Regions from separate parts of the Zea mays genome. Here region 1 is linked to region 2. A link is a contact called in public Hi-C data. All regions are on one chromosome and are shown on one strand. Each heading gives the region's core, a stretch centred on a gene start, on an enhancer-like site or on the middle of the called end of the contact. The rest is flanking DNA. Distances are from core to core; before and after follow the strand shown. Region 1 holds the start of LOC109939182 (cytochrome P450 87A3). Region 2 holds the start of LOC100279995 (putative RING zinc finger domain superfamily protein).

What was found. A called contact is a pair of places that touch in the nucleus more often than the background predicts.
Region 1: a Hi-C map of ear shows a contact between it and region 2, with 1.5 times the contacts expected there. The contact joins the promoter of LOC109939182 here to the promoter of LOC100279995 in region 2. A contact is called at or near these places in 2 of 25 Hi-C or Micro-C datasets (ear and tassel).

The regions. Positions count from the first base shown.
Region 1 is chr5:18,947,580-18,952,543 of Zm-B73-REFERENCE-NAM-5.0, reverse strand. It overlaps LOC109939182 (cytochrome P450 87A3), which reads right to left and starts at 1,320. Exons shown (of 9, transcript XM_020537910.3): 1 at 1,076-1,320; 2 at 652-976. The coding sequence starts at 1,305.
Region 2 is chr5:18,782,652-18,788,058 of Zm-B73-REFERENCE-NAM-5.0, reverse strand. LOC100279995 (putative RING zinc finger domain superfamily protein) reads left to right here and starts at 3,755. Exons shown (of 5, transcript NM_001152943.1): 1 at 3,755-3,910; 2 at 5,106-5,138. The coding sequence starts at 3,782.

The sequences.
Region 1 (4,964 bases), core at 71-2,570, 170 kb before region 2:
CTCTGTCTAATAATTGTTGAGGCATGTTTTCTTCTCTATCAGATTATTGTGCAATAGCCAGAGATTTCTTTATGGTTCTATCTGTTCATGAATTGTGTGTTTACTGCGTGTGTCTAAGAGAAAATAAAAGGGCATAGGTTCAATGAAAGATGTTGTGGGTCTTTAAAACCAGCGGTCATACCGTATGTTTATATGGAGTCAATGTCTTGAGTTATAAGTCATCAAGGCTGTTACACCATATATAAACCGCGAGAAGCCACCAAGCATAATACGACAATAAGTCGTATACATATAGTAACACCCTGTAAGAAGGGTTCTTTTTCAATCCATATTTTTCTCAGTCTTTTGGATAAAACAAAGTGTAATATTTATTCTTATCAATTTAATATCTGGTTTATAGACAACATGCTCACTTTGACATTAAATTTATTTATTATTGGTATTTTTTGGAGGGTCCATATGAGTGATTTACTTTCGCTCAATCACTGATTGTATTATGGGTACAACCTTGTCCTTCTCGACCAATATTATGAAATATAATTATGTAGTTTCGTAACGCACGGATATTATACTAGTAATTAATATATATTGTATTGTAGTAGCGAAAAAGAGTGAGTGAAAGCTACTAATATATAACGAAGAGCTACTAACCCTGGAGGTGGCCGTCCTGACCTCGACGTCCGGGCGGCCGAGCCATGAGCGCAGCTCGTCGCGCGCGCTCCGCTGCACGTCGTGCAGCAGCACGGAGCGGACGGTCTGGTGGCCGAAGAGGCGGAGCACGAGGGTCCTCATGTGGTGGTGGAGCACGCCGAGCTTGGCGGTGATGTTGTCGGCGCCGAAGACGCGCATGAAGGAGGGCGGGTACCAGATCTGGAAGCCGCGCTCCTCCTGCTTCAGCACGTGCGCGTTCAGCTCCGCGTCCAGCGACACGACGAGATCCTCCCCGACCAGGTTCGTCCGGAAGATGGGGCCATACCTGCAAGCAAGCTCTCCAACAAGTCGTCCAAGCATGCATGAACGTAACGACGACGATGCAAAGACGCTTAGAAAGGAAGTTACAGTATCGTCGCCGTACCTTTCCAACCGTCGCTGGAAGAATGGTGGCAATACCCCCGGGGTGGAGGACGCTGCCAGGTAGTGGAGCGTCTCCCCTAGGAACAGGAGGCCCCTTGACCCCGGCGGCAGTCTCACTTGTTCGGCGCTTGTTCGGCGGCGGCAGTACGTCCATCGTAAGACCAACAAGATAGATCCCACTCCCAGAGCCAAGGTCACGGGTACAGCAGCAGCCAAGTAATCCATCGACATTGCTAACTTTACTATGCATGTATGTATGCGCGCGGCGATGCACATATATATAGAGAAGAGAGATGGCAGCAAGCTAGCATGTACTGCGTCACTGAAACCGAAGAGTCATAGCTAGCGACTGTACTGGTTGTCAAGGTCGACTGTAATTTGAACCGGTTTCTCCTGCTTTTACTGTATACAGGTTGTTCGCTTCAAAATTAAAGACAGCTGTTCATACTGTTGCAGCTATAATTTATAGAGACAAAAACACTATAAAAACAGTAGAAATCGGTATTAAAGCCTAACGACCAGATTGATACACGTGCAGTGCAGGTACCCGATTTTCAGGCTCGAGTGGAAGGACATACAGAGAATGGGCAGCAGCTTGATTAGGACATATAAACCCTGATATCACGGATCGGTTTTCCAAGCACCACTACCAGAAACGTGTTTAATGTGTTTTTTGACGAGTGCTCAGAGATTTATCGAGTGTTATCGAGGCTTTGTTGATTGCCTGTGGCACTCCACAAAGAACTCTGTTCTGGTAGTACATAAAATATAGCTAAGAGACTGTTCTGGTAGTGCATAAAATACAGCTAAGAGACGACACAATCCTCTCTGAATAAGGAATACAATTAATAGATAATATGTATGGAAAATCGTGTAGACACGGTTCTTGGTGAAAAGCTCGTCTCTTGTATTTATAATTAGTCTCCTAGAAATCTCTCAAGAGACACGTATTAAATGAGGTTGTACACACCTTTAAACGACACAACAGCACAGATCTAGATCAGCAACATATAAGAGAGATAGCAGCTAGCCAGCAGGTAGCTTGCAGGAGGCTCTAAGTATACTGTCTGAAACCCAAGAGTCAAAGCTAGCATTATACACGTGCAGTACCAGTACAGGTACCCGGTTTTCTGGCTGGACTGCAAGGACAAACGGAGAATGGGCACCTAAAGTATCCGCTATGCTATGCTTGCTGTTCGCGATGCTATGATTGATTAGGCGAGATAGCAGTACAGATCTACTAGGACTCCAACAGTACTGGCTCTATGCTCAAAGCAGGCCGGCTAGCAGTTAGTCGATCCCATCCGATTGATTATCTTGCTTTCCACAAAGAAAAAGAATCTTCAACCACCGTGGAAAATAGTTTCCTCTTGTACTAATATAACAATTCCGGTCCATCCAACCAATCAAGCTCTGAACTCCGTTTGGATGTAGACTTTGGAGTACAGAATTGACAATTGGAATCAGCTTTCGTAAATTCTGTTGTTCGGTTGCATGTGAAATTAAGATTTAGAATTAGAGACTTAATTCTCTGGAATTGGACTATAACTAGAAATCCGCTCTCTCAATACAAAGTCTCACCCCTCAGTATTGTGTGGAATTATACCATACAATCCCAAACTCCGATTCAGTGACATCCAAACTCCAATTCAGTGGCATCTGCTAGATGTTGCCCCGGAGTAATCCATGTGGATTGCTTTGGGGGGGGGGTTCACTCGGTATTAGAGCAGTTTATGGTGCGATGGTCGTCACACGCTGAGCGCGGGTCCAAGTTTGTTCGACTCTTATTGATGACCGAAATCTCAGGTGCGCACAAGCGCATCTGCTAGATGTAACCCCCGAGCAATCACGTGGATTGCTTGGGGTTTATTCGATACTAAAGCTGTTTAGGGGTAGACCCTTACTGCGATGGTTGTCACGCGCTGAGCGTGAGTCTGCTTAGTGCCAGAGCCAGGCGTAGTCTTGGGTGGTGATTGAGAGTACCTAAAGCAGGGGGGTGAATATGTGAACCTGCAAAATTTAACTTAAAACAACAAACTTGGTCTAATAGTTGAGTTAGAGTAAATCAAACCAAATTTGAGAATTGAGAAACAGAGAACATAACTCTTCACTTGACTGCTCCTTTAAGATGTGTATCAAACTTAGGGGAAATAATACAAGTGAATATGAGAACTCAAGAAGACGATAATCGCAATAAAGTAAATGGACAATTAACACAACAATTTTATCCCATGGTTCGGCCACACTACACGACGGTTCACTTACAGCGACCTACGATTGGTTGCTAAAACGGCCTTCAGCGACCTACGGTTGGTCGCTAAATACTTTTAGCGACCCATAAGGATGGTCGTTATAAGTGCCGTCGCTAAAGGCTTTAGCGACCGACATCTTTTTAGCGACCGACCATCCGTTGCTAATATTGTATATTTAGCGACCAACCGTGGGTTGCTGTACTATAGATTTAGCAACCAACTGTAAGTCGTCATACTATACATTTTGCAACCAACAGAAAGTCACCCTTTTACAGTTGTTATTAATAATAATATACATTTAATTAAGCACCACAAATCACAGATTTTTATACACAAATCATAAAGACATACACAGTTAATCAGTATACTAGAGTCATAGATCCATCACATAAACACAAAAGCACCACAATTATATATTCACAAAAGTATCACAATTATAATATCATTCACAACTAGATCATTTACAGTTAGCTAGCTAGATCATTCACAAAAGCTCCAGAAATGATCAGTCACAAAAGCACCACAACAACATCACTCCAGCGTGAAGCAGTTCAAAAGCCCACAACTACATCACTAATGTTTCATATCACTCTAGCTATTGTTCAAAAGCCCACAACTACATCACTCTAGCTGCTCCAGAGCTGATCAGTCACAAAAGCACCAAAGCTACACTAATGCTTCAAGCAGTTCAAAAGCTTTCAGACTACCACTCCAGCTTCTTGTATCCTCCTGTTTTAAGGTACAAGCTTTCTTTGTCCAGAACACCCTAGAAAAAAGTACATCAAATTAGTATATTGTTGCTACATTTGCAAATAAAGATACTGTAGAACAATTCATCATCATATAAAAGGAGCATTCAAATACAGATAATTATACTCCAGGAGAAAAAGGTTACTACAATACAGTCTGTTCTTGAAATAATTCTACAGTCAATCAAATATATTTCAGAGCTCAAAATATCAGGTTCAGGCAATAAGACCACTCCGTTTCAAAATAAAAAGTTCAGGCAATATGATCATCCTCTTTTTAATAGGACATACAACTCTGCTATATTTTCAGTTTTTTTAAAAAAGAATCTAATAAACAACGTTCGCCTTATAAATGTTTGGAATGTAATTAAGGATGAAGGTGGAGCAGATCAGAGTGGACTAAAATGTATATACCTTAGAGTAATCATGAAAATGTCAATCAGACAATGATACAACCCATGATCAGGAAAAAAATATATTTTGAGAACTTCAGGTGAGATGCTAGCCTCATTTGTAACACCGAAATTGCTTGGAATCCAAAATAGTTGTTGCATTGGTGATTTCTTAATCTGTTAAGATACATTTGATTTCTTGGTCTAAAAATATAATAGTTGACTAAAGTTTAAAGATCAAATGTTGGACACTTAAATCTTTCATCGTCCTTATACAAAACCACAAATCCTACAAAATTTGATTTGTGTTGACATAAGACAAGCAACCGTTTCTATACTTAGACAAGGGTACAAATGACATATTATGATATAAACATAAACGATAAATTATAAAAACTGCATTTATTCCTCAAAGCCATAACATGTTCTGAATTTATCAGGTTCATTGGTCCCAACTTTTGAATGAATAAATATTTCAATGAAAACTGCAGACAAAC
Region 2 (5,407 bases), core at 2,506-5,005:
AGTGCAACCGTGTTCTGTCATCGCTTGAAAACCCTAGTAGATTCCCTCGCCGACTGCGATAGACCGATCGACGATCGTTCTCTCGTGCATCAACTAATTCGAGGTATGAATCCAAAGTTCCATGTCCTTAAGCAAATGCTCCCTGCATTGCACTCGTTCCCCACCTTCATGGAGGCACGAGATCAGCTCATTGTGGCCGAGAACACTCTTGCCAAGTCTCCGTCAACCGAATCAGCGTTGAACATCACCGATTCTTCTTTTGAAAACACCAACCACGGCGGCTCCAACAACCACTCTTCTCGCTCTAACGGTGGTCAGGGTAACTCTGGATATTCTCGCAGCCGTGGTGGTGGCCGCTACGACAGTGGTCGCGGAAATTACCAGAGAGGAAGGGGGTGTGGTCGTGGTCGCGGATAACCACCTCAAAACCCGGCGGCACTTCTGCAGCAGCTTGCTTCATGGTACGCATCCGAGAACACCCGGCGCGCTCCCTGGACGGGTAACACCGGGCCTGGTGTCCTTGGTGCTCGGCCACCAATGCCTCAGGCGTACAACGCCTTCGTTCCTGCTACAACTCAGATGTCACCAGCTGCGCCACCGTCTTTTGACACTACATCTCTTCTTCAAGCGCTACACAATGCGTCCTAGTCTCAGCAGCAGCATCAAACCGACTCGTTTCTGGACACCGGGGCTAATGGCCATATAACAAGCGATCCAGGTAACTTTACCCATTACTGTCCTTCTTCAGTACATGATAATTCTCGCATCATTGTTGGCAATGGGTCCACCCTTCCTGTTCTTGGTCGTGGACTCGTGGTTCTACTACTATTCATAATTCCAATCATTCTTTTCACTTAACCAACGTTCTTCACACACCTAACCTAATAAAGAATCTCATTTCCGTTAGAAAATTCACCAAAGATAATGCTTGTTCTATTTAATTTGACCCGCTTGGTTTTTCAATCAAGGATCTTCATAGCAGGAAAGAAATTCTGAGGTCCAGTAGCCGGTGATCTCTACCCCTTCCACTCCGATCATCCTTCACATACCTCTGTGGCGCTTCATATCTCCACCGACACCAACCTATGGCATCAACGGCTCGGACATCCCGGACATCAAAAGCTTGATCGTGTTCTGTCTGTTTTTTCTGTTCCTAGATCCAATAAAAGTTGTCATGTATGTGATGCATGTCAGAAAGGCCGCCATGTTCACCTACCATTTCCTAATTCCAGTTCAAAAACTTATTTTCCTTTTCAATTAGTGCATTGTGATCTTTGGACGTCACTGCTTCCTAACTTCACCGGATATAAATACTATCTTGTTATATTGGATGATTTTTCTCGTTATTTATGGACATTTCCTTTGCGCCACAAATCCGACACCTTCTCCACTATACAAAATTTCTACTCCTACGTCCAGACTCAATTTCACATTCAGATACAATCCCTGCGATAACGGTACTAAATTTGACAACAATGCGCTACGCTCCTTCCTCACACGTCATGGCACCACCTATCGTCTCTCATGTCCATACACATCTCCTCAAAACGGCAAAGTTGAACGATCCGTTCGTTCCATCAATGATGTCCTTTGTACCCTTCCTTTTCAAGCCAAGCTTCCTCCTACATTTTGGGTAGAAGCTCTCAACACCGCCACATACCTCATAAACCGTAGACCATCCACCCCTCTTCAGGCTGCAGCAGAAGACTTATCCAATTCTTTTTTCTTTCTCTCCTCTTTATTTCTCACTTTGGGGCACTGAGAAATATGATGAGTATTTTTTCTGCAATAACGGCAATAAAGGTTGGATTTATGATCTCTAGGTCCCTAAACAATTAAACCTTCATCTTTGGGTTCAGAACGAGAATCAACGTCAATTTTTTCCTTGGACAACAAATTCGACTTAACATTCTCAAAGGACAGTGAAGTATGATTACCATAAAGCATAATTTCCTTAAAATGCTTAAAATAAGGGAGCAATGAGACTACCGACAAAATTGACTTATCTTCATCATTTATCTTCACATCAAGATTCTCAAGGTCCACAATAATTGAATTAAATTCATTAAGATGTGACTGCATAGATGTACCACCTAACATGTGAATAGTGTAAAGATGCTCCTTGAGACTAGCTTGTTTGCAAGACTCTTGATCATATACAGCTCCTCCAATTTATTCCACAATGTTACTGTGAATTTTTCATGCATTACTTCACGCAGAGCATCAAAAGATAAACTGAGCTGTATTGTGGATAAAGCTCTCTCATCAATATCTTGCCACTTATCATCAGTCATGTTAGCAGGTCATGTCTACAACGCCTTTTGAACAACCAACTAGATAAGAACAACCTTCATCTGAATCTGCCAAATCAAACTTCAGAATATCAAATTTAGTCGACATAATGCGAGATAAAAAATTTCCGAAGTCAACGAAATCGAAGAACAAAAACCATGATCAATCTGATGAGTTAGCTAGATATCTTGTCTCCTTGGTGCACCTAGAAAAAACAAAACTGATTGATAATAATGGCTTAATTTACGTGTGCACATTTACTTGAGAACTTGTGATGCACTAATGCCAAGGTGCTTGGAAACAAGAGAATTGATAATGTCCTTGTTCTTCGGTGAGAGAATCCACCGTAGCAGGTGCACGTGGGTGTGACTCTCTCGTTGAGAGCTGTTGTAGATCGATCAAGCACCCACCACACAAAACCAGTACACGTCGCCTGCACATAGATGCGAACATGCTGGTGATTCAATAGGATTCCTCGCCGACAGAGACAGCACGTGTGTCGACGATGAACGAGCGCAACCACTGATGAGTCTGGGGAAGAATCCAGCGACAACGCAGATTCGGACACAGATCACAGCGGCGCGACACAAACTGATTTGTGGAAGTACGAAGCGACGGCTACTGTAGATCGACGAAGGCAAAACCCGGCGGCGACGACCACAATATGGATAAAAATAACATGTCTAACCCTAGCTTTGATACCACTTGTTAAAAAATAAAATAGACACAAAGAGTTACGTGGAAAAATATCCTCCAATATAGAGGAGCAAACAAGTACGAGTAAACAAATCCACTATCAACTATAGAGTAAAGTTAAATAGAGAGCCTATATTTATAGGTGTATAGAAAATCATATTTTAAAGTATATTTTAAATATATAAAAGAAATTAGAGGCATATTTCAACATGACCCGTCAGGGGTGTTTGGTTCTGTGGACTAAAGTTTAGCTCGGGTCACATCAAGTGTTTGACTTTCAAATAGGAGTATGAAATATAGACTCAACCAACTATACTAGATTCGTCTCACTTTTTAATCTTCGGCTGAGAAATTAGTTTTATAATCCGACTACATTTAATACTCCAAACGGAGGTTCAAACATTCGATATGATAGGGGCTAAATTTTAGCAGGGGCAAACCAAACACCCACTAAATCTAGCACGGACGAAACGTATGGCCGCCGGTAAAATTGCCATCCTATGTCCGTGTCCGTCTGCCAGCTATGCTGGCGGAGACGACTCGGAGCCGTGGTCCAACCCGAACCGAAGAGCAACCCCTGACGGCACGGCACGTGGCATGGCGCTGGCCCACATCCACCACATAAAACCCCTTGAAGCGTGGCCGTTCCGATCTTGCGTTCGAGTTCACGCTAAGCATCGTCATCGCCCCATCGGTCCGTCGTTAGTGCCCCTCGCTCCCTCGGAAAACCCTCTCCTCTCCCCTATCCTCTCGTCTCCCCCCACCCCGCCGCGATCAACCGAGACCCACCGCCATGACGAGCGACGACGAGGAGGCGTGCGACTACTTCTACGACGACGACGACGACGCCGAGGAAGACGCCGCCGCCGGACTGGAGGAGGACTCTTCGCTTCCAACGCCGGAGGGCCGCGCGGACTACTGGGTGAGTGATCTCTGATCCGAACCCCGGGGCGCCCCGGCTAGTCGCGGGGATGATAATTGTGTGTGTTTGCCGGGTTGGGATTTCCGCGCCGGCGAGATCTGGGAGGACCTCGCCGATCGATTCGAGAATCGCCCTGCCTGCCCCGATTCACCAAACCTTTATATAAGTTCATCGTTGTAAGAAATAAAATAACGGGGTGTCACGAGGAACCGGTGCTGGATGTCTTCAGATCCTCACCAGATTGGGTTGTTATATTTTAATTCGGTGGGATGTATCCGTGTGTACTTGGAATTTGAGAGCAGTGAACAAACAAATTCCTGTCTACTTGTCTTAGCTGTATAAGATAAGAATTGCTAGAGTCCATCAGAGTACTTGTCTTTTCACTGTAAAGTGTAAAGTGTAGTATTTAATTTTGCCCAAAGTAGTGGCCATTGGTCAACAAAATCTTACCTTTGCCAAATAATTACGAGATGCATGTGCATGTTGGTCACTTCTCTTTTTTTCCTTAAAAACCTGGAATTTCAATTTACTTAAAAACTGGATGAAACACAATCTGTTATTTATCCTCATGTATTTGATTACCACTAAGATAACTAAACATCATACTGATATTCACCAAGCAGTCACTAAGTCGGTAACTTCTGACTGTTTTCAAGTCAGACGACTTGTTGGCCGTTAATTGCGATTAATCATGATTAGTCGGCCGACTTGTTGGCCGTTAATTGCGATTAATCATGATTAGCCGGACGACTTGGGCGATTAATTGTGATTGGTCCAAACCGACTTGGACGATTAATCGCAACTAATCACAATTAATCGGACGACTTGAAAACAGCCTGAAGTCCGAAATAAGGTATGTTGTAGCAAGCAATCATTCATCTATTATACTGATATTAGTTCAGTTCTCACCATCTGATGGGCAGAGGTTTGATCTATGGTGTAAACATCTGTTTTTCTTCTTTATTTGTGTAGTAGTGGTCTTGTTTTGTGCAATCATATATACGGAATATTTTGCATTGTTTGAGGTGCAGATCAGTGGAGTGCACCCAAAACAGAGGATGTGTTTCCCCAAGAAGATTCTTTATTTGTTTTAACCAACTAAATTCACCCATGCTGTTTTTAGATTCATCCATGTTGTTTGCATACTGAATATTACTTGTAAAGAAACATGTTACATGCATAATTGTTGTTGCAGGCTATCACACAAGATACCGTTTTCGCTGCACAGGTAATGGAACAGATTCAACCATTTCCTAAGTGTTCATAGCCATCGTTCAGATGGTATCTGTTCTGTCCAAATGTTTATCTACTACTACCCCTCCGTACACAAATATATGACATCGTTGACTTTTTTTCAAAAACTTTGACCACCGGTCTTATTCAAAAATGTAAAACTTTAAGTTAAGCACAAACTAGCTTAAGTGATAAAACAAATCACAACAAAATAAATGATAACTCATTATTTTTTTAATAAGACGAGTGACTTAAGTTTTTTTT